7 separate regions of the Mus musculus genome follow, and all the other regions are linked to region 2. The links are chromatin contacts, called in public ChIA-PET, HiChIP or PLAC-seq and promoter capture Hi-C maps. All regions are on one chromosome and are shown on one strand. The core of a region is the stretch at or near the end of the contact, and the rest is flanking DNA. Distances in the headings are between cores, read along the strand shown. Region 1 overlaps Capn3 (calpain 3). Region 2 holds the start of Ttbk2 (tau tubulin kinase 2). Region 3 overlaps Ganc (glucosidase, alpha; neutral C). Region 4 overlaps Zfp106 (zinc finger protein 106). Region 5 holds the start of Vps39 (VPS39 HOPS complex subunit). Region 6 holds the start of Map1a (microtubule-associated protein 1 A). Region 7 holds the start of Trp53bp1 (transformation related protein 53 binding protein 1).

Region 1 (3,607 bases), core at 1,033-3,532, 350 kb before region 2:
GACCTTGTGGCTGTTCTCAGAGTGACTTGACCCAGGACAAACGCCCCACTGAGTGTCTTTCAGGTAGTGACTCCATGATCACAATGCTGGTTCCATGCTAGGGCTGGAGCCAGGTACCTTCCTAACAACTGCACATCTTATTTTAGGGTTGGGTGTGTCTTGCTCTTCCTCATCCTTTGGGTGCTGGAACAGCATAGAATATGTTTCAAGAGTTGCTCACTCAAAGATTTCATGGACTGGGAGCGTGGCTGAGTGTAGAATGCTTGCCTGGTATTCACAGGGCTCTGGATTCAATTCTAGTGCTGCTTAAGAGGGAGGAGGGAGGCTCATGGGAACAGGCATGTCATGAGTACTGCAGGTCAGTGGAGGGGGTCTAGTGTCCTTACATACCTATGTTTGTCAACAGCTTTCAAATAATACATGGTGGGCCAGGTGTGGTGGCACAAGTGAATCTCTGTGGTTTCAAGGCCTACAGAGAGAGTTCCAGGACAGCTAGGGCTACACAGAGAAACCCTGGTTTTTTGTTTGCTTGTTTTGGGGGATTTTTTTGTATTTTGTTGTTGTTTTTAAAGACACTGGGTAGGGGCTCAGCTGACTTGCCACAGGACATTGCTCGCCCAGTGTAATTGCCAAACCTTCCGATTTTACAAAAAAAGCCCTAACCTGGAAACACATATGAATCTCCCTGTTACATGTTTGCCTAAATATTAAAACAAAATCTCCTTAAAAAAAAAAAAACTTCACTTTCACACAGGTTTGAATGAGCCACATTTTGGCGACCAATTCTATTTTTAAGGACTGGCAAGGTCCTTTCCCTCCTCAGCATCGGATTAGCAGAACAAAGCGTAGCAGCTGTCAGTCTTGGGATGTGGCAGAAGAATACTCTTCCTCCTTTGCACTCTGTGTTCTTTAAAAAATTGTATTTTATTAATTTATTCATTCATTCGTGTATGTGCATGTCCCAAGCACATATGTGGGGGTCAGAGGACAACTTGTGGCAGTCAGTTCTCTTGTTTTGCTTTGTGGTTCCCAGGGGTCATTTGGGTTGTCAGTCTTGGTGGCAAGTGCCTTTACCCCTGAGCTCCAATTGATTACAATATCTGGACTCTAGAGTCTTGAGCCACTGGCCACCCTAGAAACTTGATTTTCACCCATTCCTCATTTACTGTCCCCTTTCTATGCAGAAAAAGAAAAAAAACAAGGTGAGTGGGCCAGGCACTGTGCTTATGTGTGCACATGCATGCATGTGTGTGTACACATATGTAACATGTGGCACGTGTATGTATACTTGTGTATATGCATGCATATGCATACACATGTGTAACATGTGGCACGTGTGTGTATACTCATGCATATGTATACACACACGTAACATGTGGCATGTGTGTATACTTGTGTATATGCATGCATATGTATACACATGTGTAACATGTGGCATGTGTGTATATACTCATGCATATGTATACATGCGTGTAACATGTGGCATGTGTGTATACTTGTGTATATGCATGCATATGTATACACATGTGTAACATATGGCATGTGTGTGTACACTGTGGCATGTGTAAGATGCACTTCTTCCTCTTTTCCTTGGAGCCTCTGCTGAGTTGGGTGCCCTCGCAAGTGCTTCAGCTCAGCCTCACAGTGATCCTGGACTGTGGTTCCATTATCAGTCCTGTGTTTAGAGGGGGAAAAGGCAGAGACAAACCAGTCTCCCTGAGACCACACTTAGCCAGGGGGTTCCACAGAGTCTGTGCTCTGAAATACACAGCCGTCAGACAAGGTTTGGTGTGGGTGCTTATGGTGGTCCTGAGGAATCTATCTCAGAGGTTCTCCTGGCACGAGTGCTGGTCCAGCCCAGAGGGAACATATACCATGTGAAGTGCTTATAGCAAGCCCCTACCCCACTATATAATAGTATCTATAAGGTAGTCACTGTTTATGCTTTTTATAAGTGAGCGTTCACATTCAGAGAAGCAAAGTGATTTGCCACACAGTTAGCAACTGGGGACATTGGAACCACAGTCCCACATATGTCTACTCCGAGACCAGTCTCCTGCCTCACCTCCCCAGTGCTCCCTACCCTTCAAGGCTTGTGTTGTCAAGATTGCATGTGAGTCTATAAGCGCATGGCTGGTAGAGATGCCCCATGGCTACACCCTGCCCACTAGTCTGCTCAGACCGTCACCTTCGCTTGTTCTGAGATCCCAACTAGTTTCATTTGCTTTGGCAAGAGCCGTTGTTTATAAAAGCAAGCTGCGGTCTAAGGAGCCTCTCAGAGCTAAACCCGACTCTCTCTGGTGCTCCCCCTGGGTGAGCTGCACAGGAACAGAGTGGGGCCTCCCTGACCAGGCTGCTTTTTTTAGTGGAGGCTGCTAAGATTATCTGCACTTTGGCCCAAGCCCTGCTGTTTCCCACCACACCAGCACAGGCAGGATGTGGTGGCCACTCTCTAGCTCTTCTGTGGCCTCTGCACTTGCATGAATATGGCCTTAAGGTAGCCCTCCTGCTTCTGCAGTACCTTCGGGGTTTGCACAGTAAGTACAGTTTCACTAACCCTCTGGCTTCCGCAGAGGCCCTATCAGAAGGGAAAGTGAGGTTTTACCAGGTGCAGTAGCAGATGAGTGTGAACAGCCACTGAAGGTAGTTCTTACATGAGGGGAGGAGGGCTGGGCAGAGCAGACATGCCACAAGCAGCAGGATATGAGAGGTTCCTGGGGAACTGCAGGGCCAGAGCTCTGTTTTCTACTAGGATGACCTTGAATTTGTGGTCATTCCCTCTGCTAGGGTTACAGTTGTGTGCCACCACGACCAGCCTGAAAGCCTCATTTTTAATGGGTTTGACACTGAATTTCTGGGAGACTTCAGTGTTTTTCCACTTGAAAAATAAATTCACAAAAGTACTTGATAATCACCGATCACATCATCTGTGCTCAGCATTCTTAGCGCTTTTGCGTGTTACTTAGGAACGCACAAGGAGAAATGGGAGGTGGGATACAATAGCGGACCATCCAACTTATAGAACATATTAGCTGTTTTTAAAAATATGAATAAAACTGAGAAGAACTGAGGTTCAAGCCACACATGATGGTATACACAGGGGCTAGACTGAGCTATAGTGGGATTCAGTCCCAAACAAAACAAAACACAGAGAGGGAGGGAGGGAGGGACAGACAGACAGACAGACAGAGACAGAAATGGAGAGAGACAGACAGAGACAGAGAGAGTACTCTTCAAGGTCCAGAAAGGTTTGGCATGTCTCCTAGCCACACGGCTTGTGAGTTCAGAAATGGGACTCAGGCTTCTGAGTGACCATTTCCTCCTGAGTGGACAAAGCTGCTTCAGGGGTCGTCTGCCTCTTGTGTCCGTCGGCCTGTAATACTTGCTTCCCTCCTGCCCGCCCCTTTCCCTCCCCTCCCCTCCCCAGCCCATCATCTTCGTTTCTGACAGAGCAAACAGCAACAAGGAGCTGGGTGTGGACCAGGAGGCAGAGGAGGGCAAAGACAAAGCAGGGCCCGAGAAACGAGGGGAAACCCCACAGGTTTCTGAGCATGCGGCATGGATGGGGAGTTTAGCTCGTAGTGGCGGCTCTGCTATGCTCTTGGGG
Region 2 (3,618 bases), core at 949-3,448:
ACCACAAAGCAACATCATCCATAGGTGTCACTTGTAAAAGTTGTATAGCATACAAAAAACTTCCTGCTTGCCAACAAAGTGAAACTTAAATTCCATAATCAGAACTAAGCTGTGTTAACTATGCTTTGAAAAACCAATAGTTTATCACTGCATACATGTTCAGATAAAACACTGGTACACACAAAGTAAAAATCTCAACACTTTTAAACAACCGATGACTATCACATTTTGAATGCATCTTTATGTGTAAATTGCTCCCTAGAATTTTTTAAATTATACAAACTTCATTTCTTACATGACATTTAAGGATATATGAAGTCCTACATAATTGCTCAGCTTTCCTGGGGTATTAAAAAAAAAAAACAGTACCTAACAAGAGAACCTGAAGTCATATACAACATGGAATTCAATGATACATGAACCATATACAAGATGATGAACAAGATACAATCTCTAAGTCAGCTTTCTATTCATAATTAAATTGTTTCAGTTTGAAATTATAAATAAAATGAAGTTATGTATGAGCCTTAATGTCTCTTATGTGTCCAAAACTGAAAGAGGAAAATCAGTTTCTAACACTCCATTATAAAGTTAAACTATTAGAGAAACCTTCCTTTGTAGTCATGCTTCAAACATCCTTTCTGGTGTCTATAAAAATTCATCATACAGGAAATATAAGCTTCTGCGTTAAAGAGTTCTTTCATTATGCTTTAATTTTTAATAGATCATAATCCTCATCAGGATAGATTCTCCAAGATGGCATACTGTTATATCTGTCACCATTGCAGCTTCTTTAAAATCGCAACATAAAAAGTAAAAAGTATTCAACCCACTCAATACTTTTTAAAAAATCCTCATTTTTTTTACTCCTTAAATGAATGTTATTCTAGTCCACTTTGCTGAAAGAAAACAGATACATCTTTGCAGTCTATCCTGGCAAGTCCATGTTTAATGTCACTGCAACTATTAATGGCTCAAAACCAAACACTGAAACAAAACACAGCCTGAATCCTCCTTGTATTTGAGAGTTTGAGTCCATTCACAATACACTCTCTCACACACATTCAATTCTACTAAATAACATCTTCCCATCATATACAGGTTAAAATAGAATTGTCTTCTTTAAATGTTAAAGGACAGCTTCCAAAGCTAGGGGAGAGAAGCCTATCAACTTTAATCCAAAGCAAAGTACAACTCAATGTCATTTTTACCTCTAAGGCAGCGCCACAACTGAAACAAAATGAACTTCATTTAAGGATCAGGTATCCTAGCATCCCCATGATTATTTACTTCTCTGACTCGACAGTGCGTATATGTAGGCTCTTTTGTCCCTCTTTTGGCATCCCCGCGTATCAACAGCATCATCTTTGTCAAAGCAAATCCCTCTGGTCATTACTTCAATACTACAAAGTCCCGGCCTTCCTTGTTACCACACAAATGAGATTCGGTAGTCCCGTCACTCTTCCATTACAGTGGGAAAAGCAAGATAGAATGAAACGCTCATAATTTCAAAAGACTCCTCTCTGCTCGGTCCTGGTAGCCAGAAGAGTCATGAGTACAAGTGATATATGGGTCACCCACAGAAACAGACGAAGCAGCTTCATGAACCTCCAAGTTCAGGGAAGGCACCCAAAGCCTCCGGGGAAATGGGGCAGAACCAGAAAGATCTGTGGGATGAGGATCAATTTGGGTCTGGCGTCGCCTCAGGGCGTGGGCATAAGAAACCCAGGGGTCTCGGGCAGTCTCCCCTCCACGCCTCGGTTGAGCTGAACGAGGGATGAGGCGGGCGCAGGGAAGCTTCTTGGAGACGCCCTGGGGCTCGGGGGTGTGTCCTACCTGGGCCGCGGCGGACGCAGGATCTCTGACGGAGGACGAGGGTCTAGCTCAGGGTCCGCACCGGCAGGAGTCACCGCTCAGCAGGCGGGCCCGCCACCGCCTGCCCATCCCCCGCCGCCCACTGCGGCGGGACCGGAGCGCGGCTTAGACGGCCGGCGGTCCCTTCGGATGCCGTCCGCGTCTAAAGGCGGCGGCAGCGGCTGCGGGTATTGCTGCGGATTGTCCCGGGCCGCTGCTCTCGTGCCAGCCCCTGCTCCTCCTCCTCCTCCTGCCGCCGCCGCCTCCTCGTCCCTACCGCTCCCATCGCCGCTGCGGCGACTACTGCAGCGCCCGCTGACCCGGCCCGACGTTACTCTCCCCCCCGCAAGCCGCACAGCCTAGCCCACCCGCCCTGCCAGCGCGCACCGCCCACCTCTCCGCCGCGGGTGCTGATTGGAGAGCACGTTCCCAGCCTGTGGCGTCGGTTGGCTAGTCCCATTGCCTATCAGGAAGGGGGCGGAGAATTGGGCCGAGAGTGTCTCCGCCCCCCACCGGAGAATTGCCGCTATCTTCAGGTTTGCCTGAGAGGGCGAGTTACCGGGAAAGGAGCATCACAATGACAGTGCGCGTGTGCTTGGGAATTCTGGGACTCGTAGTTCCAGCCTCCGCTGCAACGGCCGGCCTGTCCTGAGGAGAGATGTAAGGCGCAGTGCTTCTGAGAGCCGACTTCAGTAGGTGTTCTCCTAGCTCAGCGTGCTTATGGCCACAGAGTTGGGCCCTTTGGAAGAAAATTGGTAATGCTTTGTCACTGAGGCGGTCGCGTCGAGAATCGTGAGGCCGGGTCATTGCTTAAGGTCTACTCGCCTGCTCAGACCTAGAGCTGCCAGGATCTGGGAAATGGGCGCTGTCCCCTAACCTAAGCTGCTAACTAGGGCCGGGAAACCCGAAGGTATTGGGAGAAAAGAAAGGAGTTACAAAGATGTCAGCCTGGCGAGGGAGTGCCCATTCACAACCCACGAAAAAAGATTTCATTGGCTTTTTGATAAAGACAATGAACAACTTTCATGTGGACCAGTCTGGGACTCTAAGCTTGGAGTTTGCAGGAGTGGCTCAAGACACACAAAGACTAACTATGAAGGGTGGGACACCGAGGCTGTATGGGAGACGTATTTCATGTTGAATGTGCCAAGCTCTTTGGTGAAAAAAAACAAAACAAAACCTAAGAGTAAGTCCCTCTTCTTTCTTTACTATCCATTATATAGACATTAAAAATTAAGAATAAACTTTACCAAGATCACAAAACTGATGTCAAAACCAAACTGCGGACCTATTCCATATTGTATGCCCAACGTTCTTTTTTCCTTAACAATTGCAATGACTGCCACGAGTTTGCCAGGAACAGAGAGGATGCAATGGTATGAATTGTAAAGGTTCACTTTTTGTTTTTGTTTTTGTTTTTGTTTTTGTTTTTCGAGACAAGGTTTCTCTGTATATCCCTGGCTGTCCTGGAACTCACTCTGTAGACCAGGCTGGCCTCGAACTCAGAAATCTGCCTGCCTCTGCTTCCCGAGTGCTGGGATTAAAGGCGTGCGCCACCACACCCGGCTCAAAGGTTCACTTTTACTTTCAAATATTTTCTTAGGTGACAAAAGTGTTCTTACTGTTAAGGAACTACCATCCTCTTTATATTCCTTTACAAGCAGGAGACATCCTTACTGCCTGTCATGTGCAGACTCTTGGACAGAAACCAAAACAAAAGACAACTGATGGTGAGGTCATCTTGTTCTATTCAAACATGAAGGC
Region 3 (3,582 bases), core at 607-3,106, 400 kb before region 2:
CTGCAGCCAACTTGGCAAACCAAAGCCAACCTAGCTCAGTAGAGTGCTAGCCTAGCATGCTCAAGGCCTGGGGTGTGACAGGCAGCAGGGTAGCCAAGGGAATAAGAGAATCAGCCTTACAGATATTTTGTGCTCAGTAGATGTAAGATTCTGTAGCATGATTTAACTTTTTCTTCTTTAAGATGTGCTCAGATGGCCTAGTCAGCCATCACTGGGAAGAGAGGCCCCTTGGTATTGCAAACTTTATATGTCCCAATACAGGGGAATGCCAGGGCCAAGAAGCGGGAGTGGGTGGGTAGGGGAGCAGGGTGGAGGGAGGGTATAGGGAACTTTCGGGATAGCATTTGAAATGATTATAAAGAAAAGATCTAATTTAAAAAAAAAAAAAGATGTGCTCAGTTGCTCCAAGGCTTACCTAGCTCACAAGAAGCCCTCAGTTTGATCCCCAGCCCCACATAAAAACATGCATGATTGCACATACCTATGATCCAGACCGGGATGTGGAAATAGAAAGATCAAAGGTTTCAAGGTTTTCTTGAGCTACTAGATCCTCTGAGGTCTGGCTAGACTCTGTCTAAACCAGACAGACTATGGAGATGGCTCAGTCAGTAAAGTGCTTGCTACACAAACATGAGGACCTCAGTTCTGAACCCCAGCACTCCTGTAAAAGAGCCAGATGCAATGGCACATGCCTGTGATCCCAGAGCTGGGGAGGCCAAGACAGGAGGATTCCTGTTGCTTGCTAACAAGCCAGTCTAGACAATCAATACACTTCAGGTTCAATGAGACAACTTGTCTCAAAAGATAATAAAAGAGTGACTGAGGAAGACACTGAAGTCAGGTTGTGGCCTCCATGTGCCTCCTCACACATGAACACACACACACACACACACACACACACACACACACACACACACATATACACACACAAAAGATGTGTTCTTAGAAAAGATGTAGTTAAAATACATGTCTGGTGGCTTGCCATCCCTCATCCTGAGAATCCAATGCCAATAAATGTTACCAACATGAAGGTGCTCAGAATATACTGCCTCCAGTATATTCTAGATGCAGGTCTGATTGATTTTTTATCTTCTACAAGAATAAAAACAAATTAATAACACTTTTTTGGATATACGTGTCTTCATAACATTGGTCCACAGGCAAGAAATACATGTCCTGCCCACGGGGTGAGCAGAAAATTCTACCTAAACCCCCAAAGCTGTTGACTGCTGCTCTGTGGTTGATAATATTTTAGCTTTTCTTTTCAAAAGAAATACATTACCAGCCACCTTTCCTTCAGTGCACAGACACACTCCTAACCAGGGAGGCTGTAATTTCCGAGTAATGGAAGATCCAGAACACATAGGACAACTGCTCTTACTGAAAAGCCTGTGACCTTTTGACAAAAAAGAAAGAAGGAAAGAAGAAATCACAGAGCATTCTTCGAGATCACTGGCTGGTGTTCAGGGCTCAGACTCCCCTATTTGAGGCCATAGGTTTGCCTGTCGAGTTTAGTATGCACATAGTGTCTCCTCTCTTTTTTCGAGGCCTTATTTTTCCTTAGCACATTATTGGTTACGAGTGTGGTTTCTTCATCTGGTCTTTGTCTGTGTAACCAGCTGATGTGGGTGGCTTCATTGGCAATCCTGAGGCAGAGCTGCTTGTGCGTTGGTACCAGGCTGGAGCTTACCAGCCCTTCTTCCGAGGCCATGCCACCATGAACACCAAGCGACGAGAACCCTGGCTGTTTGGGGAAGAATACACTCAGCTGATCCGGGAAGCCATCAGGCAGCGCTACGCCCTCCTGCCCTATCTGTATTCTCTGTTCTACCACACGCACGTGTCTTCTCAGCCCGTCATGAGGTAACAGGGCACCCTTATCAGGAGCTCCAGCAGCCAACCCATAGATCCCCTCAGTGACCAGGGCCTGGGAAAGGAGAACAAAAGCTGTGTGTTTAGTCAGGTTTCAGTCAGCTTCATTTCCTGTTGTGGGGCTGCCTGTGGTGCTGCCTCTGACTAGATTCCTACTTCTCATGATTAAAGTACTCGTTATCCTGAGAGATGGAAATATTATGTGTTGGCAGTTCCTAAACTTACATGAGGCCAGGAGTTTCCTGGTAATTCTAGTCATCCTCCAGGGTTAGAGACACCTGCTTTCTTACCGTTCTGTAGAAACAGAATATAGTGTTGCAAAGGCTGGTAAATACATAACACGTTTCATTTATTAAAAATTATTGGGCTGGAGAGTTGGCTCAGCTGGTAAGCACTTGTTGCTCTTTCTGAGAACCTGAGTTCAATTCCCAGCACTCACATGGTGCCTCAAACTACATTTGACTCCAGTTCTGGGGGGGATCCAATGCCCTCTTCTGACATCCACAGGTACCAGTCATGCATGTGTGCACATACATACCTGCATGCAAAACACTCATACACATAAAATAATTTTAAAAGTCTAAAAAAAAATTAAAATTAAAAAAAATAAATTTCAAGCCGGGCGTGGTGGCGCATGTCTTTAATCCCAGCACTCGGGAGGCAGAGGCAGGCGGATTTCTGAGTTCGAGGCCAGCCTGGTCTATAGAGTGAGCTCCAGGACAGCCAGGGCTATACAGAGAAACCCTGTCTTGAAAAACCAAAAATAAATAAATTAATTAATTAATTAATTAATTAGTTAGTTAATTAAATTAAAAAAATCAATTTCTTGGTGCTAGAGAGATGGCTCAGCAGTTAAAATCTCTCTTGGAGTGTTCTTGGAAAGGACTTAACTTTGGCTCCCAGCACCCATGTCTGGTAGCTCACAATCAGCTGGAACTCCAGCTCCAAGGGTTCCAGTGCCCTCTTCTGGCCTCTGCAAGCACTTGTACCCAAAGGGTACACACATACTTAAATAAAACCATCCTCATAAAATTAAAGGATGGATAGAAACACTAAGTCACTATCTAGTCCCAGATAGCGAAGGTTTTGTTGTTTCTCTGAACCTCAATGCCTCCTGGATGGGTCATATAAAGCAACATCTATTTAAAATTTTGACAATTTCTCACCCTCCCCAAGAGTGTTAACTGCTTGAAAGCAAGGAAAATCGGTTCCTTTCATCTAAATAAATAATAATTAAATGATACATGAAAGTCACTGGCTGCAAGAAGTGGCACCAAATTATCATTATAATAAAGTGTGATTTTTTTTTGTCAACATTTACTTCACACCAGAAACATTACACATAGCTGGGCGTGGTAGTGCACGCCTTTAGTCCCAGCACTTGGGAGGCAGAGGCAGGCAGATTTCTGAGTTCGAGGCCAGCCTGGTCTACAGAGTGAGTTCCAGGACAGCCAGGGCTACACAGAGAAACCCTGTCTCGAAAAAAGAAAAAGAAAGAAAGAAACATTACACATTTAGACTTGCCTTAGTTTCTGCCTGCAGCAGTGGTAGGTAGTTACTCAATAGTCAGACAGGAGTGTGGCACACAAGAGATGTCTCAATATTCCACTAGGACATTCAAGTTGATAGAAAGCTCTTTCACATAATAAATGTAAAGTAACCATAGCAACTGCTCATAAACTCTCTGGTCATAGGAGAAAGAATCTTGGC
Region 4 (3,464 bases), core at 17-2,516, 310 kb before region 2:
ATATAATGTAATATTAATATTACATCTAGAGTGAACCAGGCACTGTATAGTTGTTAGGATGCCAAAGGTAAAATTCAGATTTAAGAAAAGCACCATGCTAATTTATAAGAGGTCATCCTTTCCCCTAAGAGATATTATTTGGGCAACAAAAAATATAATAATACAAATGATAAAAGATGAAATGTCTATTCATTTTACTTATACTCTACGGCTTTCTCATAGAAAAATTGGATAATAAGAACAGTTCAAGACACAGTAACCAAGACCATAGTTTTCAGGACTAAAAACAAGACTGAGTTTAAAGACAGATAATATAACAGTTCAAAAAAGCACTTCATAGTCCTTAGTCCTCAGATAGCAAACTCAAACAAAACTTAATATTTAAAATAAGATTAAGCTTTAAGGGTCTTAAAGTCAGGCTTACTTATCTTTCAATGTCAAATCACAAGGCTGAGTGTAGCTTAGGCTTACTTAGTAGAGTGTACTCTTTGCTGCACAAAGCTCTAGAGGCTCATCCTCAGGACAGAGAAGTTGTCTACATCTAATTCTATCTCAAAAAGCAAAACTAAAAACAAACCAACTTACCGACTTTGTTCTTTTCTTTCTTGTATTAACTGAACAAGTTCCTTATCAAAATACTCTTCCTCTTCCTCTTCCTTTCCATCATCTTCTCTTTCCTGGGCATCAACATTATCTTTGTGCAACTGGCCAGAAATGTGCTTTGCATATGCAGAGAGACCCACTTCTGTGACCCGGCACACTCGGCACTCATGACTAATGTCCCTAGGGAAAGAGGGAGATGAAGGACATTCAATGCTCCCCACTGGCATGGCACACTCACCAGATTGCTAGTTGCCTCTGAAAGACTCTGTATGCAGATGGCCACAGTGGAAGGTTAGAGGGAATCAAGTCGGTGCTCCTCTCACCACTGTTAGTATATTTGCTTATAAATTACTTTGGAATAAATTTAAGATTCTTTTCCAGCAATCAAGAGGTAAAACACTTCAAATTAATAGGCTTTAGGAGAAATCTTCTTGAATTGCTGTACTTAAAATCTTGCCGAAGGAAACATGGTGAAAGGGGAGGCAGGGCAGGGGGCTCAGAGCAAAGACAAGCTGCTCTGGGGCACACCCATGATGGCAGCTGCACTCAGAAAGCCTGGTGACAGCACATCCATTTAATCTCCAGCTCTAAAGTGCTCTTCCAGTGAAAGTTGGGGGTGGAGCAAAGAGGAGGGGGAACAGCCAATCTCAGCTTGGTAACTAAAAATTAAACAGCTGGCACTCTGCCTGGAATGTGAAGAGTCCGGACCCTGGCAAGAGACAGTAGTAGCAAATGTTCTTAGTCTGGATGATACATGTGACACACTGCTTCAGCAGGCTTATTTAAAGGGAATTGAAACCATGTCAAATGTAGGAAGTTAGCAGCTGTTAGGCAAATGTTTTCTCTCCAGTTTCAGAAAATGATGCAGTCCAGATACACACAAAATTGGCTTTTACCTAAACTGGTGATGACTGGCTTGCTTCTGTCTACTTTTTCTTCTACTTGACTCAATAGCAAAATCTCCTCTTTGGCCAGTCTTTTAAAGATTTCTTTTATATATATACACATACACTGCAGCTGTCTTCAGACACACCAGGAGAGGGCATTGGATCCCATTACAGATGGTTGTGAGCCACCATGTGGTTGCTGGGAATTGAACTCAGGACCTCTGGAAGAGCGGTCAGTGCTCTTAACTGCTGAGCTATCTATTTTTCCAACTGTGTTTGGCCAGTTTTAAGAATCAAAATCTTAAATCCTCTTTAATATGTAGCAGATCAATAATTTAACTGTTTCTAAGTTCTTTCAATCCCCTGATTACGTCATCTGTCTGTGCAACAATAATGAGAAGCGTGCAACTGTGGCTGTCCAATAATTCAAACTTAGTCTAAGTGCTTGTGCTATGGGTTTATAGTAGTGATATTTCTGTGATTCCCACACCAATGTGGGTATCTACATCTGTCTGCCTATATAAATCTCCAGACACATGCTATGAAACACACTCAGTCACCTCCCCCAACCCCCAGTTTTAACCAAACTCAATCAAAATAAGCAGAATTGACATGAATTAACAGAAGTCCTTGAAACTGAGCACTTCATTTACTAGAAGACACTTTCTGTTACAAATCACTTGAATGCCCATTTAAAGCAAAGCAAAACAAACACTTTACCAACAATTACTAAATGCCAAGCAAAACACTATGTTACTTAGTTACAAACTATAAAAACTCAAACAATGCCTGATACATCTTAAAATACAATCATGAGGGCTAGAAAGATGGCTCAGTAGTTAAGAACATTTTTCCTTGTCTCAGAGAATTTCTGAGGGCCATGGGATCTGACACCCATTTCTGACCTCTGTGGACACTGGTTCTCACATGGTATGCATTTACTACATAAATACACTAACATACAAAAAAATAAATCGCAGGGAACAAAATGCAATGCAGTTGGACAGGAAATGGTAGGTAGCATTGGGAGTGCAGGGCATAAGGCAATAGGTTTGATCTGCAGCATTGCACTAAGTAGAAGCAAACAGGAGGAACAACAATATGAACTAACCAGTACCCCCAGAGTTCCCTGGGACTAAACCACCAACCAAAGAAAACACATGGTGGGACTCATGGCTCTAGCTGCATATGTAGCAGAGGATGGCCTAGTCGGTCATCAATGGGAGGAGAGGCCCTTGGTCCTGTGAAGGTTCTAGGCCCTAGTATAGGGGAATGCCTGGGACAGGAAGCAGGAGTGGGTGGGTTGGGAAGCAAGGGGAGGGTGGAGGGGATAGGGGATTTTTCGGAGAGGAAATTAGGGAAGGGGATAACAATTGAAATGTAAATAAAGAAAATATCTAATAAAAAATATAATTAAAAAGTAGAAGAAGCAAGAGGAGACGGCAGTGGCTGCAGTCACTAACCCTAACCCTGCAGCACTTGGGAGGCAGAGGCAGAGACCAATGGATCTCTGTGAGTTCAAGGCCAGCCTGGTTCAAAAAGCAAGTTCCAGGGCTACACAAAGAAACCCTGTCTTGAAAAACAAAAATCAAAAAGTAACCCAACCCCCAATAAAGGAAACAGAAACAGCATTATTAAGGGACTGACAAGCAGACCTCTGTGGGTTCAAAGTCAGCCTAGTCCATCTATATACCAAGTTGTAGACCAGCCAGGGCCACAAAGGGAGACCCTGTCTCAAAAATGAAAGGGGGAGGGGGAGCTTGGAAGAGCAAAAGCAGTAGCAACTTTGGGCACACACCCACACCCAATACTGTTTCTTATTTTGAAAGAGTCTCTGAAAATGGAAAAATGTAGAAATCTTACACTTTTTTTTTTAAACTTTGTAGCACAAATGCTTTCATTTAAAAATTTTAAAATGAAGAACTCTGACCAGGTTCCCTAAAAATATCAATGGGTTACCCAAAAATCAATGTT
Region 5 (3,592 bases), core at 776-3,275, 500 kb before region 2:
AGGGTCATGCTATTAGACATCCCAATGCCAAAAAGGCAGCTGGATTCTATAACTGGAGCTCAAGGAAACCTTCAATGTCCTCATTTCTGTTGCCCACAAGAGAGACAGATTATGCCAGTCTTTCAGCTTAAATTTTGTCTGGGTCTTCATGTTCTGATTGCTAGATGAACTTTCCAGACCAACATACACAAAAGGTACAATGACTAGAAGTAGCAATAATTGCTAGTGCTAAAGCAGCAATAGTTATTATCTAAAGCCTGAAAGTGAACAACCTTCCTGTACTCCAGCAGCGACCTTAGTAGCCGAGGGGACCGGGCATTTCTCCTGTTTGGTGTGGGGTCAAAGCAGGACAAAAGCCACTTATCATTCCCAAGCTGGTCTTGAGGAGCTGAGCTAAGTGGCCTCTTTACTCTGACAATGTGGAGTCAATGAGTCTCTCTCAGAGGAGCAGTCAATGACTGTGACACGCTAAGGCAAGTGTGTGGCAGGCAGTTGCACTCATCTTGCTTGGATGTTCTGCCTTAGACTGAACTGAATACCTGCCCTACGTGTTGAAATAGGTAGCACACACTTCTGGTATCATCTATCTGGTGTCATAACCTGTCCTCATGCTTTTGACCCCCAAAGTGTTCTGGGTACACAGATACTATTTCTCATTCATCCTTGTATTCCTGTCCATAGTAGAGAGAACGGTACAGGTGGGTATCCAGAACATATTTAATGAAACAAAAGAGAAATGAACCCCTCCATGTATTATTCTCTATTGAGAGCACTTTCCTCCAGGAAATGAGGTTTTCTTGAGATGGCTGTAGGAAATTGGGTTCTATTCTCTCCCTAATTCAAAGGACTACATCAGTTTACATTGGAGGTACTATTTTACAGAGGCTAGGGGCTGCTCAAAGAAGAGCACAGGGAAAAAAAAAAAAAAAAGATGTGAATCCCTCTAAGGAGGCCACAAAGAACCTGCAAGGATGCCTGGGAAGCGCTAGCAACAGATGCTCGGCACACTGGTCACCATCAACATTTCCTTGTGGTCCATCGTGGTGCCTTCCTTAGGGTAAACTCTACGTACAGATTCTGAACTTTACCTTTGTATGGGCCCTTGATGTTTCTTGATATTTAGGGCATGGACATTAACAGAAAAGACTGAATTATTTTTACGTAGCCTGTTATGGGTAATAACGATGCATAGAAAAGCACTCGATGTAGCCTGAGAGCCAAGATTTACGTTCTTGAACTCCAGAAAACATGAAGGATGCTGACCTTGCTTTCTGCATTGGTCAATCCCAAGAAAAAGTATACAAGGTCGCATGGGTCAGGTTTCACAGCAATCTGTTATGATGCTCTTCCACTTCAGTCAGGTAACTTGGGCACCTCACGACATAAGGTAGTTATATGAGCTAACTACTAAAAGGAAAAATAAACTAAGTGAACACTAAATGCTCTGAAGCATACGGTGCTAACATTGTCTGTCACCTAGAACACACCGCAATCATTTAACAAGGTGAAGCACCTGGCAGGCTTTGCCCTTTTCACTCAAGACTTCTTGGGAACCGAAATGGGCCCCAACAGAGCACATTAATAATGTGAGCTCAGCCTCCAACTGCATAGCGCACAAGAGAGAGCGCGGAGCGTCCACAAATGGACTGTCCTTAGCAATCACGCAAGCCGCCCGGGGTCCAGTCACGTCCGCCCTCTCTGACAGCCTGCGTCCGCAGCCCACCCACAGGGTCAGACGCCTTGCCTCTCTATAGCTCGGCGTGAGGGGCCGCTGCCTCCCTGACCCGAGGCCCCGCGGCTCACCCCAGGCAGCCAGGCAGTCGATCTGCAGGGGAAGCTTTTCCAGGATCGGCACCGGCTCGAAAGCGTCATGCATGGCTGCGGGAGCTTCACCGCCACTGTCCCGCCCCTGCTGCTGGGAGGAGCCTGCCGTCCGAAAACAGGGAAGACTCGTATTCCACCAGGGACCCCTGCTACAGGGCCTTCAGCAACAACTCCATCCTCGCCGCCGGACTTCCTGTTGCCTTAAGCCCGCCCCTTCCGCAGCAGAAGCTCCGCCCCCAACCCGAGTTCACATCCATACCAGCTGCTCAGAGTCCCTTGGTGTTTGTGGTGGTAGAAGAGAAACTGATCTTTTTTTTTTTTTTTTTAAAGATTTATTTATTTGTTTTATTTATATGAGTACACTATAGCTGTCTTTAGACACACCAGAAGAGGGCATCAGACCCCATTACAGATGGTTGTGAGCCACCATGTGGTTGCTGGGAATTGAACTCAGGACCTTTGGAAGTGCAGTCAGTGCTCTTAACCACTGAACCATCTCGCCAGCCCGAGAAACTGATTTTAGGCAGTCAACTTAGTGAAGACCTCGCGATAAAGAGGAATTTAGCTCACTGGGCTGCGTGTCAGGAGAGATGGCAGCCTGACATCCCAGGACGCAGGAGGTTCAGAGTTATCTTCAGTACGTATCAAGTTTGAAGCCAGCCTAGGATACATGAGGCCCTGTCTCAAAAACCAGCCCTCCCAACCACGGAGGAAAAAGGAACTTCTGCCTTGGCGTCAGTCTTGGGTTGGAGATATACCACTTAGGAAATTTGGCTTTTCTTTTTCTTTGGAAATAGATTGTTGCAGGCCTTACTTTCATACTCTGCAAAACCTTCTTCAAAATAAGATTGCTTAGAATCGTGAACATCTGTCAAGTCTGACACACTCTAGCCAGTCAATAGATTGCTTCAGTACCATCATTACATTTCAGCTAATTCTTAGTTGTACCTTAGGTTTACATTGTTAAAGCTGTAGACCAGTGATTCTCTCCTAGTGCCTAGTCAAGCAAGTTTTGAAAAATTCAGGCTCAGACCTCATTCCAACTTTACTCAAACTTTGGAGAGTAGTATGAACTCAAGTAAGTTCATACACTTGAACAGGAAAGCCATTATAGGCTAATGTTCCTTAGCCCGGGCATAATCCCCTAGGGATTGCATACGGGACTGTTATGTGTGCACTGGAGGATGTTGGGAAGCAACCTCAGAATCTACCTGCAAGAGATGTTAGAGAAGCCCGCCCAAAGGTCAGATACATTAATGAAGATGCAATCTGGTAAGCACTTCTGGCGAGCCACTGTTACTGACCAATGTTTCAGGTCAGAGGTCAGATAGATGTCTTCCTCAGCTGTTTTCCACATTATGAGAAATGGCCTGTGTTTTTGTTTGCTCGTTTCTGAGACATATCCACCCCTTTTACAACTAGCCAGCCTAGCTCACTGGCAAGCCAGTAAGCTCCAGGGACCCACCTGTCTCTAGTCTCAGTGTTAAGGGCACTAGCTTTGTCACATGGATGACACGGATCCAAACGAACCCGGATCCTCATGCTGTGTGGCAAACACTTTACAGAGTCATTGTCCTGGCCTCCAGGCCACTGCACCTGGAGACATTACTAAAACATCCGTTTGATTCAATCAATCCAGAATGGGATCAACTGATCAAATGTTTCAGGCCACTGCACCTGGAGACATTACTAAAACATCCGTTTGACTCAATCAATCCAGAATGGGATCAACTGATCAAATGTTTCTTATAAGACTTGCCTTGGTCAT
Region 6 (3,373 bases), core at 804-3,303, 440 kb after region 2:
TTACGGCTTTACTATGTAGCCCAGTCGAGCCTTGACTTTAGCAATCCTCTTGCCTCATCTACTAAGGGACACACTCCACCACTACATCTAGCTTTTAAGATACTCCCTGGTACTGTAATGACTATAATGGACACATCACCCAGAAGAGAATGAATAAGAGATACCTGGAGCCAATCTTTCTATGACCTTGTCTGCCTTTGGCAACGGGACCACTGCGTAGTTATACAGAACACATGTGTGATTTTTTTTTAGCACCATTACAGTCTGCATTTGCAGCCATTAATTACTAAGACTTGATTATAGCAGGATCTAAAATCAGAGTCCTAAATTTCGGCCCTACTGACTAATCTGAGTGTGATTCCTCCTGTACCATTTATATCTATTGTCTAACCTCTGCTAGCCTTAATGGAAGCTGACTCTGTACTTAATTGCTGCTGTCCCTTAGACAGAGACCCTCTGCTGGTCTAAAGGCTCATCTCTACAGTTGCTATGGAAACTGTCCCCTTGCTCCACTCTGGCTTCCTGCCACATATGCCACTCTTTATGATTGTAGTAAAGGCCTGCACATTTTCCCATGCCATTTTCCAGATTCGGGTTTGCAGCTGGCAGTGTATGGGAAGAGGCACCCTACCATCTGATGTCCTGAGAGTAGTTTTCTTGTCTCTGCTACAGAAAGGATTTTCATGGCATGTCCAAAGTACTTACAGTATGGACTGGATGGTTAGGTATAGTATGTTTCAAGATAGGGCTAAGATTTCTGTGAGGTACTTAACAGTCAGAACGTGGTTCACTGGCAGGCTTGAGGTATCAGCTATTACCTCTTTTCTATCCTTTTAAGGAGTAGGATTTCATGTGTGCACATGTGAGTGCAAGAGGACAACCTGGAGTGGTGTCCCTCAGACACCCTTTTCTTCTTTGTACTATAGATACCAGGGTCTCTCAATGGTATAGCTGGCCTGCGAGCTTCCAGAGATTCATCTGTCTCTCCCTCCTAGTTACCATCTCTGCGATTCCAAGTGCTCACCGCTGTGCCTGGCTTTTTTTTACAGTTCTGAGAACCTGAACACTTGCTTGCCAGGGAAGTACTTTACCAACTGAATCATCTCCGTAGCCTTTCTTCTCTTCTACCATCTCCAAAGTGCAAGGTAAATGGAAGAAAAAGCAAGTATAACTGGAGCCTAAACACAGGCCTTCTCTCTGATGCACACAACAGAATGACTCAGGGTAAGATCAGCTGTAGTGGTGGAGAGTCTTTGAAGAATGGGGAGTTGGGGGTTCAGCAAGAGAAGGGGAGAGGAAGGAAAGGAAGGGATGGAGAGAAGGAGAGGGAAAGACAGAGAATATTAATTCAGTTCTGTACAGTAATTACATGGTCTCCTAAATTTATCCACTGTGTCACATCCCTAGTAGCTGGGAAGTCTTTCCTGGGTTTTACTCAAATACTCTTTGCTGCAGTCTGAGCTCATTGCACTCAGCAAATATGGAGACTAGCCAACCACTATCCTTGGAATAACTACTCTCCAGGGACTCAGGGTAGGAAGGTCATCCTGTCCCCTCCAATACTGCGCAGCCTGATTGACCACGCCCGGAGCTCGGGGCAAGGACGGGGAAACCCAGGTTGGTAACCTAGACCCTGGCATGCAGCGAGGCGGGGGGAAAAATAGAGACAACGATAATTGCCAGATGGAGACCACGATAGAAACCCCGAGACAGCGAAGGGCAAGATGGCTCCCCAAGGTTCGAGAGAAGCTGCGGAACTGCCTCCCACACTGTGCTCAACGCAGACACAGCCTAACTAGATGGATGTTGTTCTCGCGCCTTGGACTCCGCCCTCGGCTGGGTCTCGCAGAACCCTTACCCTGGCTCAAGTCGGAGAGGGGCACTTGGTCAGGAAAACTGCAGGTGGATGACTGCAGCCACCACCCATAGCGGCACAACCACCGCATCCCCGCCCCGCCCCTGCGGCGCTTCAGCCCCGCCCCTAGAAGGCAGTGACCAATGAACGGCTCCTGCCGCCGGCCTTTAAGAACCGCGCGCACTCTCCCCGCAGCGGACGCAGCTAGCCTAACACTCCGCGGGAGTTTCCATGGCGACCGAAGCCGGGACCGCGCGGCCTGGCAGCGTTGCCATGGAGACAACTCCGGAGCTGGGGCTCCAGAGCCTCGGTGCACCGCCAGCTCAGAACCCGGCGGAGCCTCTTTGCGAGGCCGGTGCCGCGGTAGCGGCAGCGCGCTGGGACCTGCGGAAATACTCCTTGCTCATCGTGATCGGCGATATCGGTACAGAGAGTCAGCTGAGGGCCGTGCGGGCCCACCTTGAACAAGGTGAGCCGCTCTCCTGGCTTTTACGCAGTACTCCATCCATGCCTCTCCGCCATCTGCATTCATCTCCCAGTGCACATTTCTGTCTCCTCTATCTCTATGTGCACTTCCCGAAACCTGCGACCCTGTCACCTGCATCTTCCATGAATGTGCCTCTGTCCTCTCGAGCTGCCAACACCTTGCTTGCCCATCCTTTCTGCATACCCCATTCTGTTCCGCAGTGTCCCGGAGCAGGAGCAGGAGAAGCTCCGTGGAGACCCTGGGGTCCCTCTGGTCACACCCCTTTCCCGAAGCCACTGGACCATATATCCGAAAGTCCTCATCAGACCCTGAAAAGTCCATGTCCCTACCTTACAATTTCTTCTTTAGGGGAGGTTTTTGAACGCGAGGTACACATCTCAAATCTCTGAATGCTGGCAGCCAAGTTTAGAGAGTGACCTTCGTGGCTCTGCAGCTCACCTCCCTCAGCCGTGCCTGTGGCGCAGTGCTGCGGAGCCACCTGCGGGTGGAAGCAGGGGATGGAGGCAAGGGAGGGGGCATAGGAGAATCTAGAATCTGATTTAGCAAGAGGGATCATTATGGAAACCTACAGTATATGGAAATAGACCCTTGCGTGTCACTTCTACCGTAACTGTTTTGCCTTGAAAAACAAAAACTCCAAGCTCATTTATTAGTAAGCCCATTCTAAACTCTGCTCTTTGCCCTCTGGAAAGGGGAAAAAGCAGGTACTAGCTATCCTTCTTGGAGGCATCACCTCCCATTTCTTTCCTCTCCCAGGAGCTTGGCAATGCTTTCTGTGGGTGACTTTGACTAGAACCCTCTTATTTTTTTTCCCCCTTTTCTTTTACAGGGATTCTCTCCTGGAATATTGACTTATCATCCTTTGACTTGAACCAACAGTTGAGACTCTTCATTACCCGGCACCTAGCTCACTTCTCCTCAGAGGTCAAAGGTTAGGACTAGGGTTATTTGTCTCAGTCCTTTGGGTCCAGTATCCAGGCCAGAACTGGCCTTATGGGAGGATTGGGTAGGTAAAAAGGGAGGGACTTTTG
Region 7 (3,558 bases), core at 656-3,155, 420 kb after region 2:
AAGCTTTAATGTCCCTGCCCATCAGTACCCCACTGGGGACAATGTCTTTACTGCACAGCTGCTTAAGGATAGAATTAACTTAAGATTATGTCAGAAGTCAGTAGCAGGCCTAACACAGAGGACACCACCATCCTGATATGCATAAGACACTGTAAAACTTGAAAACTCTTTAGGGTATACATTACAATTTGAAGTTGTAGGAGTTGAACGAAGTGTTACTTCACAAAAGAGATCCCAGCTCTCAGTCCTAAAACAGAACTACCTATAGAATCCCCAAATCCCACTCCCCAATTCACAAAACAAGATTAATATCTTTATCTTTGGGATGAATCAGCAGGTACAGATAAGAGTCGATCGAATAGTAAATTGAAATCAACTCCTTTGACTGAAACAATAGTTTACCTGCTTGTCCTGTTTGGCTGAGGTAACCGTTCAATGACCTGACTGATGGAACCACTGGTACCCAAATGAGAAGACTCCACAGGATCTGAAAAAGACAGAAGGAGGTGGATATTAGCACAGAAGACATTTGCCATCAAATTTTAATACAAATTGAGAAATGGAGGCAACACCAAACTAATCACGGGTATCCAAAGGCTTACTGAACACTAGATAACAAACTAGGCTTCCTTACACATAATCTCAACTGCATGTTTAAATCGTTCTGCCCCCACAGGACCTTAAACACTGCAGAGAGCCAAGCCTTCAACTGCTCACCTGAAGCTTTCTTTTCTTTCAGATGTTCATTGAATGAGCTATTACTGTCTCCTTGTTCTACAGCAGATTGTTCCGGATTTGATACAATATCCTAGAAAACATGAGCACATAAGATCCTCACAGTACACAAAGTAGTACAACAGGGACCTTTCTGTGGGTGAGAACACGTTGATTTCATTTTTCGTTCCCCACCAACTTTATCCAAAAGCTAACAATCAACTAAACACGTTAATTTTCTGGGTTAGTTTGGTGTAGGGGGGTCAGAAAAAAATAATAACTTGAACAGGGCATCATCACTCACTCACCAACACGGGGTTCTCTTTGTGCATCTGCAGATTAGGAAGGTGTCGAGATAGCACGCTGAAGTGAGAGCCTGCATCTTCTTCCAGAACCTGGCTTTCAGGCTGAGAATCTTCTATTATCAGGCAAGGAGTGTCTTGCTGAGAGAAATCTGAATCCAATTGACTTCCAGTAGGGTCCATCTGCTCCCCTGGAATGGAATAACAAAAGATCAGTTCGAAGAGTAACCCTATTGAGCTTTCCACACACAATCTGAGACTAAATAAAGGGGCGGAAGTGTGAGATCGAGAAAGGGACCATTCTAGGGCTACCCAGTAGCCCACATTTGCAATCGCTCTTAGCACTTTCTCAGCCATCTCCCCAGCCCTCATTTCTCCGTTATTTACCACCGCGCCTCTGGATCCTTCGATCTCCCCCTCCCTCCCTCCTTTCTCTTCACCTTCCCTCAGACACGCTTCCTTCCTCACCTCTTCTCCCCGCCCCTTTCCATCCCCCACACAACTCTCCCCGCGTTCTGACGCCACTGAGCCCCGGGAAGACCTCTTCGCAACCCCGGCGGGCGGGAAGCCCACGGCCCTCATGCGGCCTCAGGACCACCGCGGCGGCTGCCTCCCCACCCCCTCCCCGGCCCTCCAACCCCGTCCCCGTCACCGCCGCCATGCTTGCCACCCCGCCCCCTCCAGGCGGCCAGCCCTTCAAGCCCGCCACCCGGGCCTCTGCGGCCCGCTAGCTCGGCTCCGCTCGCAGCACTACCTGGCATCCCGGCGAGAGGTGCCTCGCGCTGGATCTAGAGGTTTCTGCACGCTGCCCAGGCCCCTCCAGGTCGATCCCCAGGTCGCCACTGTCGCCACCGCCGCCACTGGCCGCGAGCTCCCCCTTTTCCCGTCACGTCACGCAATATCGGATCGCCCATTCGCTGCTGTTGTCTGCCACTCAGGAAATCCTATGGATGATAGGTGGCTGAGGTGAAGTGCCCGCCCCCAGCGTAAGAAAAGGAACACGGCGGCGTGTTTCCATGGTAGCATGGACGTCGCAGGCCCTCCCCCTAATACAGCCAGCATGACAGTATCCTTGAACCGAAGGGACATTAAGAGGGCATGAAATAAAAACCCCTGCCTGAAGGACGGGGGTACTCACTACTCACACTTGAGGGCTTCGGCCCCTTCACTGACTTCCGTGGAAAAGGAGAGTCTCCTGGATTTTCAAAGAAAGGGCAAAGAGGAGGAGAATTGAGGAGAGCTAGTACTTCTGAAATGGTGAAATGGAAGAGAAGCCTCTGTGGGGTTTGCCAGTGTCGATCAGGATCCCATTTGTAGACCTCTGCCTGAATTTAAAGGCTTCCGTTTTCCCACTCTATGTCTCTGGCAGTTTTGATTTTGTTGTTTTATATTGTCTTCGTGTTCCCACTCCCTTTCAAGCTTCCCTATTTGTCTCTCTCTGCCCTTTCTTTTAGGGAATTGCAGCAGCCCCAGACGCTTTGCACCTCCCATTGAACGAACTGAGCATTGTAATCCTCAAACTAGAAGCAAAGAGAACAGCTGTCACCCCTACTAACTCAATGACCTAAAGGATCCAGGCCCAGAGATTTAATTATCCTAATCATGGTGTCAGGGTCTTATAAAGGGTGTGGCAGCTGTGACAACTATTAATGAACTGAGCTCAAGATACATATGTGGTTTCACTGTCATTTTAATTTAAAGAGCCGTTGGATCTGGGCTAGAATTCTAACCAAGCAGCTGTCAGGAGGGAAAGCACCTAGCACAGTGCCAAGAATATACATAGAAGGCATTAAAATGGAGGCGGTTTTCTCTACTCCAGACTCAGAATTATTTAGGCACAGCCCATACATGATTCTCAACTTCTATAAATGCCCAGTTTAGCACTTGAAATAAGCCAAGCTTAGAGAGGAGCATCCTACCAGCCAATCTCCTCTCTGCTGCTATAAATTACAGTGATCATATTCTCCTAACCCAAAAATCAAAGCATGTTGTCTTCATACGCATTACTTGTGGGAACAAAAGGATCAGCTTAAACGAAATCGCTCTGAAAATTTTAGGATCTATTGTTATAACTAAAATTCCAATCCTAGAATGTTTTACAAGTAGAGCAAAAATGACCCAAATCACAGAGACACATCTTACCTCTTAATCCTAAAATCATTCATGATTGACTCCTGAGTTTCTCTACTGAGTACTAGACATCAAATCAATGCAATCAAAAAAAAAAAAAAAAAAGACCCCACCTCAAGCCGACCTCAACTATAGCAGAGCACTAAGTGTATCAGTCTGCTTAGCTTGAGAGGAAGGAGACCAACTAGGTCTAAGACTGGGCAGACTGAGCTGACTCCCACAGAGCCCTCTCCTCAGGGCCACCATGACAACTGCAGCTCTCTTCCCCTAGAGAGACATAGACCCAGGTCTTTCTGATTACTTTGATGTTTTAAAAAAATGTGTTTGTCAAAATTCATAAAACTAAGCACTGGAAAGATGCTCAGCAGTTAAGAGAACTGCTTGCTCTTCCAGAGGACCCAGGTTCGATTCC

Evidence for each region. Promoter capture Hi-C pulls out the DNA fragments that hold promoters and counts their contacts. ChIA-PET counts read pairs in DNA pulled down with a chosen protein or histone mark. HiChIP or PLAC-seq counts read pairs in DNA pulled down with a chosen protein or histone mark.
Region 1: an RNA polymerase II ChIA-PET map of memory CD8 T cells shows a contact between it and region 2, with 13 read pairs. The contact joins the enhancer-like site here to the promoter of Ttbk2 in region 2. A contact is called at or near these places in 2 of 39 promoter capture datasets (the C10 cell line and neural stem cells), 1 of 15 datasets of contacts at CTCF or cohesin (large pre-B cells) and 8 of 115 datasets of contacts at active chromatin or transcription factors (bone marrow-derived macrophages, embryonic forebrain, embryonic stem cells and 4 more).
Region 3: an H3K4me3 HiChIP or PLAC-seq map of bone marrow-derived macrophages shows a contact between it and region 2, with 5 times the contacts expected there. The contact joins the enhancer-like site here to the promoter of Ttbk2 in region 2. A contact is called at or near these places in 4 of 39 promoter capture datasets (the 3T3-L1 cell line, cranial neural crest, frontonasal cranial neural crest and 1 more), 2 of 484 Hi-C or Micro-C datasets (bone marrow-derived macrophages and nephron progenitors), 5 of 115 datasets of contacts at active chromatin or transcription factors (bone marrow-derived macrophages, large pre-B cells, memory CD8 T cells and 2 more) and 1 of 9 other capture datasets (liver).
Region 4: a contact with region 2 is called in an H3K27ac HiChIP or PLAC-seq map of microglia, with 4 times the contacts expected there. The contact joins the enhancer-like site here to the promoter of Ttbk2 in region 2. A contact is called at or near these places in 3 of 39 promoter capture datasets (the C10 cell line, neutrophils and pre-B cells), 2 of 484 Hi-C or Micro-C datasets (the Ba/F3 cell line and pre-B cells), 5 of 115 datasets of contacts at active chromatin or transcription factors (bone marrow-derived macrophages, craniofacial prominence, embryonic limb bud and 2 more) and 1 of 9 other capture datasets (pancreatic islet).
Region 5: a promoter capture Hi-C map of pre-B cells shows a contact between it and region 2, with 3 times the contacts expected there. The contact joins the promoter of Vps39 here to the promoter of Ttbk2 in region 2. A contact is called at or near these places in 11 of 39 promoter capture datasets (the 3T3-L1 cell line, the C10 cell line, HPC-7-derived erythroid cells and 6 more), 2 of 484 Hi-C or Micro-C datasets (embryonic stem cells and nephron progenitors), 7 of 115 datasets of contacts at active chromatin or transcription factors (astrocytes, bone marrow-derived macrophages, double positive thymocytes and 3 more) and 2 of 9 other capture datasets (adipose tissue and liver).
Region 6: a contact with region 2 is called in a promoter capture Hi-C map of pre-B cells, with 2.7 times the contacts expected there. The contact joins the promoter of Map1a here to the promoter of Ttbk2 in region 2. A contact is called at or near these places in 2 of 39 promoter capture datasets (cranial neural crest and pre-B cells), 2 of 484 Hi-C or Micro-C datasets (both in embryonic stem cells) and 1 of 115 datasets of contacts at active chromatin or transcription factors (bone marrow-derived macrophages).
Region 7: a promoter capture Hi-C map of pre-B cells shows a contact between it and region 2, with 2.2 times the contacts expected there. The contact joins the promoter of Trp53bp1 here to the promoter of Ttbk2 in region 2. A contact is called at or near these places in 1 of 39 promoter capture datasets (pre-B cells) and 1 of 115 datasets of contacts at active chromatin or transcription factors (bone marrow-derived macrophages).

The regions. Positions count from the first base shown.
Region 1 is chr2:120,497,784-120,501,390 of GRCm38.p6, forward strand. It overlaps Capn3 (calpain 3), which reads left to right. Exons shown (of 24, transcript NM_007601.3): 15 at 1,185-1,202; 16 at 3,428-3,541. Among named protein-coding and RNA genes, the nearest start is that of 4931402G19Rik, 30 kb to the left of the region's middle. Within about 2 kb of position 2,283, at least 92 of the 459 cell types and tissues checked have an H3K27ac peak or open chromatin away from gene starts, as enhancers often do. A contact at or near this core is called in memory CD8 T cells, where this site is marked.
Region 2 is chr2:120,848,220-120,851,837 of GRCm38.p6, forward strand. Ttbk2 (tau tubulin kinase 2) reads right to left here and starts at 2,199. Exons shown (of 16, transcript NM_001024856.2): 1 at 1,837-2,199. It overlaps AV039307 (expressed sequence AV039307), which reads left to right and starts at 2,437. Exons shown (of 4, transcript NR_038350.1): 1 at 2,437-2,546.
Region 3 is chr2:120,444,680-120,448,261 of GRCm38.p6, forward strand. It overlaps Ganc (glucosidase, alpha; neutral C), which reads left to right. Exons shown (of 24, transcript NM_172672.2): 17 at 1,620-1,863. Among named protein-coding and RNA genes, the nearest start is that of Capn3, 17 kb to the right of the region's middle. Within about 2 kb of position 1,857, at least 49 of the 459 cell types and tissues checked have an H3K27ac peak or open chromatin away from gene starts, as enhancers often do. A contact at or near this core is called in bone marrow-derived macrophages and neutrophils, where this site is marked.
Region 4 is chr2:120,538,710-120,542,173 of GRCm38.p6, forward strand. It overlaps Zfp106 (zinc finger protein 106), which reads right to left. Exons shown (of 22, transcript NM_011743.3): 4 at 586-783. Among named protein-coding and RNA genes, the nearest start is that of Zfp106, 23 kb to the right of the region's middle. Within about 2 kb of position 1,267, at least 151 of the 459 cell types and tissues checked have an H3K27ac peak or open chromatin away from gene starts, as enhancers often do. A contact at or near this core is called in bone marrow-derived macrophages, heart atrium and microglia, where this site is marked.
Region 5 is chr2:120,351,112-120,354,703 of GRCm38.p6, forward strand. Vps39 (VPS39 HOPS complex subunit) reads right to left here and starts at 2,026. Exons shown (of 25, transcript NM_178851.4): 1 at 1,804-2,026. The coding sequence starts at 1,876.
Region 6 is chr2:121,287,549-121,290,921 of GRCm38.p6, forward strand. It overlaps Map1a (microtubule-associated protein 1 A), which reads left to right and starts at 2,054. Exons shown (of 7, transcript NM_032393.2): 1 at 2,054-2,324; 2 at 3,172-3,273. The coding sequence starts at 2,087. It also overlaps a transcript of Trp53bp1 not described here.
Region 7 is chr2:121,269,502-121,273,059 of GRCm38.p6, forward strand. It overlaps Trp53bp1 (transformation related protein 53 binding protein 1), which reads right to left and starts at 1,906. Exons shown (of 28, transcript NM_013735.4): 1 at 1,771-1,906; 2 at 1,023-1,207; 3 at 718-808; 4 at 403-487. The coding sequence starts at 1,777.